Regions from separate parts of the Gossypium hirsutum genome. Here region 2 is linked to region 1. A link is a contact called in public Hi-C data. All regions are on one chromosome and are shown on one strand. Each heading gives the region's core, a stretch centred on a gene start, on an enhancer-like site or on the middle of the called end of the contact. The rest is flanking DNA. Distances are from core to core; before and after follow the strand shown. Region 1 holds the start of LOC107920074 (transcription factor MYB88). Region 2 holds the start of LOC121202983 (F-box/kelch-repeat protein At1g26930).

Evidence for each region. A called contact is a pair of places that touch in the nucleus more often than the background predicts.
Region 2: a Hi-C map of leaf shows a contact between it and region 1, with 2.2 times the contacts expected there. The contact joins the promoter of LOC121202983 here to the promoter of LOC107920074 in region 1. A contact is called at or near these places in 4 of 34 Hi-C or Micro-C datasets (all in leaf).

The regions. Positions count from the first base shown.
Region 1 is chrD13:12,453,039-12,457,252 of Gossypium_hirsutum_v2.1, forward strand. It overlaps LOC107920074 (transcription factor MYB88), which reads right to left and starts at 2,808. Exons shown (of 12, transcript XM_016849593.2): 1 at 2,126-2,808; 2 at 1,960-2,006; 3 at 1,806-1,862; 4 at 1,600-1,672; 5 at 1,195-1,250; 6 at 893-1,072; 7 at 622-806; 8 at 309-454; 9 at 3-145. The coding sequence starts at 2,206.
Region 2 is chrD13:12,811,001-12,815,488 of Gossypium_hirsutum_v2.1, forward strand. LOC121202983 (F-box/kelch-repeat protein At1g26930) reads left to right here and starts at 2,881. Exons shown (of 2, transcript XM_041108755.1): 1 at 2,881-3,558; 2 at 4,103-4,488. The coding sequence starts at 4,240.

The DNA of each region.
Region 1 (4,214 bases), core at 1,558-4,057:
ACCTCCAAGACGGTCGACTTCCCTCATTACTACTCCTTAAATCCTCTAGCAAGTCTTTGAAATCTTCAAGTTGCAAATCAATATCAGACATTGTATATCTCAGGATGTCATTTTCTTTACTCTGATTCAAAAAGTCTTGGAGCATCTGAATATAACATAGGATGAAGGGTTAGGGACATAGTACAATGCACAGCTCGGACTGTTAGCCGGTTTCCCCAAAATATTTAAGATTTAGCACTTTACCAATTGTGAGATATCATGTTGAAAACACAAAAAAACATATAGAAAATAACAAAATCACTTCTCACCTTCCAAGCATTTTCCAGACTTTGTTCTGTGTTGTCCGAGTTAACTTTCAATGCAAGTGAGCTGAGTAGCTCTGCTTGCTGCATCAAAGCATTTATCTTTGGATCATCCTTTCTGAGAAATGTTCCTCGAGTGCTATTATCCTGAGCTGCTAATGAATAATGGGGGAAGAGAACATAAGTGTATATTATGAAGAAGTTTAAAGGAGAGGAGAAAATAGGACAGTTTTTGGCTAATGCAAAAACTTCTCTTTGCAGGTTTGACAACAGAAACATAGGTGCCAATGCCAAGAATTATCAGCTCAAGGTGATTTACCGTCGCTCGAAACCTCCTTAACATTGTTGACTTGAGATTGAACCATGACATTTTTAGCATTGTGGAGATTTTGACCCAAAACTGCAAAGGGATGTCTTAGCTGTTGATTCATCATTGTTCCAGATACTCTATGTGATCTATCTCCAAAGATGCAGTTTTCAGTAAGATCAGAAACGTGGGATCTCCTGAATATGGATAGAATAAAAGGTTCTCAATTTTTCGAATAATTGTCGATCATCACTATGTATGTACATTTCTAAATTTAATGTACCTCATTCTTTTGACAGAATCAGTACAGTCTGCTGTTCCATCTAAATTGAACCCATTTTGAAGTAAAATTCTTTTGTTATTTGGGTTTATACATGTTGCTGTATTCTCTTTTGCTAAGGCTTCATATTTGGCTCTCTTCTTACATAGTGTCGAGAATCGATTTTTAACAGCATTATCCGTTCTGCATTAATAACATAATCAATGAAAATAAGTCTGGGGTTCGAATCTTAGCTTCTGCAATCCCTTCCCTTATCCCGAAACTGCGCCTTCTTTGAAGTAAAAAATGAGGAAACATATGTATACCTGCCTGAAACCACCTTTGCTATTTCAGTCCATCTATTGCCAAAGACTTTTTGTGCCTGCAGTTCACCATAAGTCATCTGCTTAGAACCCATATTCAACAACTTAAGAAAAAAACACACTTATCCAAACCGAAATTAGTGGTTGTTGTTTTCCTACTTTTTTGAATGACATAAACTGTGTTCCAATTAGTTTAAATGGTCTGGCCTACCTCTAAATGTTTTTTTCTGTTTGGAAAATTCAAACACCTACTGTACCAGTAACATGCAATGGCCTGCTACAACTGATCAATCGAAGTAGCAAATTTCCTCCAAATAAATCACCATTTAATAGTTTTTGAAAAAAAAAAAAAGAAGTCTGACCCCATTAACTTAAATGAAAGTAGACCATACAAAAATAGATTATCACCTCACATAAAAGCATATCTTCCTCTGGTGACCATCCTCCTTTCTTGAAATCTGAATTCAAGTATGTGTACCATCTGTGTTTGTTTTTTTTTTTTCATTAAAACAAACATATTATATCAGTTTTAAAGGATCAAATCACAAAAAATTGGATCAAAATGCAAAGATCATTATGATCAAAATTGATCATATCATGGTATTCAAACCAACCTCCTTCTGCACTGCCTTGTTGTTTTATCCTTGAATTTAGAGGCAATGATAGCCCAGCTGCATTCAAAGATTCAACCAAGATAAACAGAAAACATCAACAAAAACCAACCCCCTTGAATTTCCTTCATCACTAAAAATATAGCAAAGAGCTCACTTTTCAGTTCCATGTAAACTGATTTGTCCACGAAGGATATCATCTTCCTGCAACAACAATCCCCATTAAAGAACCCATTATCAAACCAATAAGAACTCCAACACATATCATGTCAATAAATCAACAAATAGATAAATAAATGAAAAAGAAAAGAAAAAAAGAAAACCTCTTGGGTCCATGTCACTATATGACGCTCCTTCTTCTTGGAATCTTCATTGCCACCATTCTTCTTCCTTGTTTCCTGCATTTTTTTTAAAACTTTGTTTTTGCCTTCACTTATCTCTTATTGACGCTCCCTTGCCCTTTTATTAAAAAACCCAAGTGGCATATGCTAAAAAGGCAGCCCCTTTCTCACCCCTTTATTAAAAGAAAAAAGGGGGAAAAAAACACACTTAAATCCCTGGAAAAGGAACCAACACTTCCACCATTTCCCTCTCTTTTTTCTTTTCTTTGATGTTTTTTTCTTTCACAACACAGCTTACAGTTGGGTTCAAATGGAATCCATATTACTCTCAAGAACTCTATGCTTTGCTTGTCCCCCTCTCCTACACCATTCCTCGGATTCTAACTTTTTCCATATATATTTGGGAAATACCACCCCGCAATTTAAATGCTAATTAAAGCTTGGATTTTTTTATTCAAAATTACATTTATATACGTATAATTGAAAAAACAAACGGGGTAGATCTAAAATGGAGAAAGGATTGAAACTTTGATGAGAAAATAAGGGAAAAAATGAAGACTGACTGATGAAAATTATTTTGGGTTTCTTTCAAAGAACGAAACTTTTTTGTTTTTTGTTTTTTAATACTTTCTCTTTCTTTCAAGGCGTTTGGATTTTGATTTTCTTAATTAAAAAAAAAAGGGGGTTAAAAATATTAATTTAAATCAACGGATTCTTGCTTTAGTGCGCGGGTATGAAGGGAGAGTTTGAAAATTATTTTAAAAATTAAAAAAATTTAAAAGCAAATCCATAAATAAATAACGCTGAATTTCATGATATTGGCTGTGCTTTTAATGAATGCTTCGCAGACTAAGCCCACTGTGCTCTCTCCACGCAATCCCCATTTTTTTTTTTTATTATCTCCCTTAAATATTAACTCGAATTTGAGATAAAAATATTTAAAATATGTTCATCAAAATTGAAAGCATATGTATGTAGTGCATGGATAGGGTTTCTTTTTCAACCTTTCAAATTCAATTTTCTATATAATAAATACATAATCACTTCAATTTAATACTCGGGCTAAAAGTTAAGCTGATAGAAGTATTCTAATACCTTTTTGAAATTTTAGATGAATTTAAAATCTTCACCGCAATTGGAGAATATATAGTGCAAATATCTTATGATTTATAAGTAAATATAAATGAGTTTTTGTAAATGAATACTTAATTATTTAAAAACTATATATATATAATTATTGAAATATATACACATTTTCAACTAGTAGATATCCAATTAATTTATTTAATGTTTTTAGACCAAAAAGTTTACAACAATATAAAACAAAATGCCACATGCATATATATATATATATATATATAACACCTAAAGTAAACTGGGGTTAGTTGCTTTCATTCAATAGATTTTGTCACTTCTCTTCATGTGAAGCAGATAAAAATATTTAGGTTTTAGAGGGAAAGATACAAAAATTGTAAATCAAAATATACGAAACTACACTCTTCAAATAGGAAACTTCTCTTTTGCTCATTGTTTTGGAAGGTTATAAAAACCACAATAAATATCTTTTGTCTTTTTATAAAGAAGAAAATTGTATGATTTTACCATGAATCACCCTTTTAGATCACGTTTTATAATTTTTCATCTTACAATATGATCAGGAAAAAAAATATGAAATTGGTAATTCAACTCCAACTGTTTTAGATAGTTGTTATATTTGAGATGTTGGTAATTTATTGAATGGTATTTATAGGTTGTGCTGAGTATAATAATGATATCTAGCCTATTAATGAAGATTATATCACTTGGAGAAGTATATTTTGGAGATCGGATCGAATCAAATCACCCTATTTAATACTTTGGATCGTGGATATTGGATTGGATTGGAACACTACATTCTTAACTACCAAAAGTTCATGTTTACATTGTTCATTGCTATTATATTGTATTTCAGCTTATTCTATTAATGTTGTTTAATAGGGATTTATATAGATCTTTTTTATGTTAGCAAGTCTCAAAATGTTCTATGTAATTTAGAGACTTATATAGATTATTGTACTGAGAGAATTAAGCA
Region 2 (4,488 bases), core at 1,631-4,130, 360 kb after region 1:
TATATGTTGTGAACCGAAAATTAGACTAGATAAATTTAAGTAAGGATAGCCATTAGTAAATTTATTTTTTGGTTATTCAATCATAAAAGGTTACAAAATAATAATAATTTTTTTGCCACCAGTTGGGTAAAGATGGTAGTTTTTTAAAATTGGTATAATAGCAATTTCGGCCCTCAATATTTACATATTGTGTATATTGTCTTTCTTTTGTAATTTTGTTTTCCTTTGTGACATTAAGAGTTAATTTAAAAAGAATAAGAAAAGATGAAAATTATTATACTGAATATTGGATGTTTGCATTTTATTTTGTATATTTTAAATCAGATTTAGCTGATAATTTTATTTTTAGTTGGTTGTATATTAGTTTTTTTTAATTTAATCCTATTTAATGGTATGACCTAGTTGAATTAGCTTTTTTATCTTCACAAAATGGAGGGATGCTATCATCGAAATTCATAAAAATGGTTGTAATAATATAAAAAAGAAGTAAAATATTAGTGATTTATTGGGGAGTGATGATTATATTTGAAGGTGAGTAAGCATGAAAGTGGTGAAGCCGACCGACCCCCTATCAATAACCTATAAAATTATAAAATGAATGAATAAATTAAAAGTTGAAATGATTATTAAGAATCTTTGCACAGTGAAAGTTGATGACAAAATGCGTTATTATTAATTTACAATTTTCTTTTTCTCTTTTTCCTATTATCTATTCAGAGGCCAAAAATAGCATATATCAATATTTCATAATAAATGGCCTTATAAAAAAAATAAATTCAAATGACCAATTTTCGCACTTTTTCTCCCTATTTTCCTTTCGCAATCTTTTGGGTGTGTTTTAACTGTTTTTTAGTGAAATCTTTTGTTAAATGCTATCAAATGAATTTATGTTTATAAATCAACTTTATTTTGCGGTGATGGTAACAGTAATCCGTTTTTGTTTTATTTTAATTTCTTGCTGTCGTCATTATCTTTCATGTTTATTTTATAATTTACCTTCATGGTAGTCTTTTCTAATAATGCATCTTTAAAATTCGAATTTATGCTCCTTTTTTGAAAAAGAGTTTTAATTTTTAGTGTTTATCTTAGTTTAACTTTTAAAAAGTTTTGAATGAAGTTAAATCATTTGTGGATTGCCTTTGTGCATTGCCAATGTTAAAAGCCTTTTAGGAACTTTTAGCATTATTGCTCTCAATTATAGTTAATTGTCGGAGTAGTTTAGCGGTAGCAAAGCTAAAATGCTACGTGGTAATGCATCTTTAGTAGTTTACCGGTATTGCCAGTTTAACGATCTTTGTTGTGTGCATTTTTCATCCATTAGACTTTTATGACAATTACGACAAACAACTATCAAAACAATAGGAACGAATGATTCTAAAAGTTATTTCCATTTTGGTTTTTTTTTTTTTATCTTGGTGCGTTTTTCTATTTGTACTTAATTGTCATTGTTTAGTGACTTGTGTTGTCATTCTAATTTGGCACCTCACTAATTTTTATGTTACAATATTGATCTAAATTAATGTAATTTTCATTTAATTTTAAAATTAAAAAAATAAAATTAATGACTTGATGCATCCCAAAGGTGAACAATTTAATCATTAATGTATTTAAAAATATTAAAATTTTGAATTTTCATTTTCATATAACCTTATAAAGGTAATTTAACCCCCCTCAAAAAAAAAAAAACATAAACACAAAATTGGTGGATCAACTTATACCAAACGTAAGTGCCAGTTTTGGCATTGCCAGCTAGGAGTGTTGCCATTTTGCTTATTGATTTAATTCAGGTGTTTAAAAAGGGTGTTTAAAACGTGATGCTTTATTAAGGAATAAAAAAAAACACTCCTACATTTGTTGCATGATTTTTATTATAAAAGTAAATTATCTTTTAAAATATTTGTTTACTCAATGTAGTTAAAAAATAATAAATAATTCTTTCAAATTTGAAATTTCAAAATTTTCAAATGTGAAATAAAAAAAACTTGATTATTATTATTTTCCAAATAAATGGCTTTAAATTCGACAATTTTCTTTTAAAGGAAATAACCCACAGCTTACTCTTAACAATAATAATATATATTTGTTTCCGTAATTAGCAATAAAATTTGCCCATTGTTAATGTGCTTTTTTCCCACCTAATTAGCTAATTTAGCAGAATAACTTTTGCAAATTGAGAAATCACTCAAATTTGTTAGGTCTGTTTATGGTTATTTTTGGCCTCATCTTTAATTTGGCTTGAAAAATACCTTTTTTATTTTATTTAAAAATATTGTTCAAATTATGGTTTTACTCCTTATGATTTAATTTGGAATAATTAGATCCTCTAATTTTATAATATCATTGCTTTGTCCAAGTAACCTGTTAACTATTTTAGTTTAAAATACTAATATTAATTTTTCTCAAAAGAAATCATTTTAGCACAAAACTAATTACTAATATTATATAAAATTAAAATATTAAGATTAAATCGGATGAAATCATAATTTAACTTAAAATATATTATTTAAATCTTTCGAAAGATTGAACCATTTGTGGAATCGTGAATCTGGAATTTGATTTTTTTTTTTTAAGATAATGTAGTTGTAGGAAAAAAATGGGATTAAAAGCAAACCAAATATGTGGACGTGCTTAAAGTATCATATTAAGGGATAATTATGATTTTGATTAAGATTAAGATTACGGAAGTGATGATGGATAATTGTAGTGTGTAATTTGACTAGTCAATTCGATAATTACTTAATTAGTGTGGAGCTTAATTTGTCTTCAAAAACGGCAGAAGCAGGGGATAAAAACTCCACTAACGGAAGCTGGCAGGCAGAGATTTGACCATCCCCCCCCCCCATTCATATATTTACTACTTGCACTGTTAAAAGGCGTAGGGGTACCTAAAATCTATTTTCTCCCATTAAATTAATATATTTTTTTAGAAAAGATAGTGAGAGAGAGGGACAGTTTTTATTCCATCACCTCCTCCGCCTCATCATCATCAATCACATAGTCAACACGTGTCAAACCGGCGCTAACGGGTTACCGGTTTTCACTCCCCCTCCCCCTTTTTATAGGTCCCACCACCGCCACCATCGCCGCCGCCCCCCGCCTGCCCTGCCTTTCCCTCACCACCACCCTCCCGTTCTCTTTTTATTTTTTTCCCTTTATTTATAATTCGACTGCCGAAAACAAACAAAACGTAAAAACGTATTTTATTTTATTTTATTTCATTAAGCAAAAAAAAAATTTTTTTGGAGAGAGAGAAAGAGAGAGAGCAAGTTTAAAGAGAGATAAAGGGGGCCTCTTATAGATTTTGCTCGCAAAGCCAAAACCAAAGCTCCCTCGCTCTGATTTGCAGAGAAAATCCAAAGGACAAATTAACCAGCCTATAGAGAAACAGAGAGGAAAAAAAAAATTTAAACGAAGAAACACGAGAACGCGAAGAACAACAGCAAATCAAAGGAACAACAACTGAAAAAAAAAAAAAGAAAAGAAAGAGAAAAGAGACGGTGTATTAATTTTTTGACGGAAAGAGATTCATTTCATTTTTTTCTTCTTCTTATCCAATCAGTAAGTTCTTCGCAACATTAGTATTATGATTCTTTTTTCATTTCCTTTATATGTCACTTCTTCGCTTTTGTTATTATTCTCTTTTTTTTTTTTAAATTTAATGTTTCTATTTCGTTTATCTCTTTGTGTTTATCTACTAATTAATGAGATGGTATTAATGAAATTATGAGATGATATTAATGAAATTATAAACAGATCTGATTAGCTTTCCTTTCTTCTATTAGTTTGAATCTGATTGTTATTTTATTTTATTTGTTTTTGTTCTTGTTTGCCTTCAATGAAATTCTGAGATCTGGGACTTATTTTTCTTCAGCTTTGTTTGATCGTGAATTCTTTTGTTCTTGTTTTAACCAAATTTGCTTATGTTTAATTATTGTTTTTGACTTCTTTATTTTTTTTTGCCGCTGAATATTTTTTTTTCATTTTATAAGCCTGAATTTGGATCTTTGTTTTATTGGATTCGAATTCCTGTTTGGTTTGGTTTATCGTTTTGAAAATTTATCTGAAACTGCTCCCTTTGTTTGCCCCTTGTTTTCCTGAATAGGTAGAATTTGTTAATCTTGGCTGCGTTATGTTTTGGGGGGAGAAATAAAATTTGTGGTTGTTACAGTGATTTGAAAATTCCCATTGTTATTTTTGGGGATTTTCCCGTCTGAAGTCGGGAGGGGGTCCTAAAGAGTCATGTTGGAGAACCGGTGCTGCAAGTCCTGTTTGGTGTTTGCAAGCTCTTGTCAGGAAGAAAGGAAGTGGGCTTACATGTACAATGGGAAGCGCCCACGGGAATTCTCCGAATCCGATGGTTGTCAGGAAACCAAGTTGTCGAAGCTATCTTCTGATGATTCCTCGAGTGACGATAATAATTCTAATGCTTCTTCTCCACAAGACTCAGGTGACTTTCTCTTGCCAGGTTCTCATGACCAATCCGGTGAT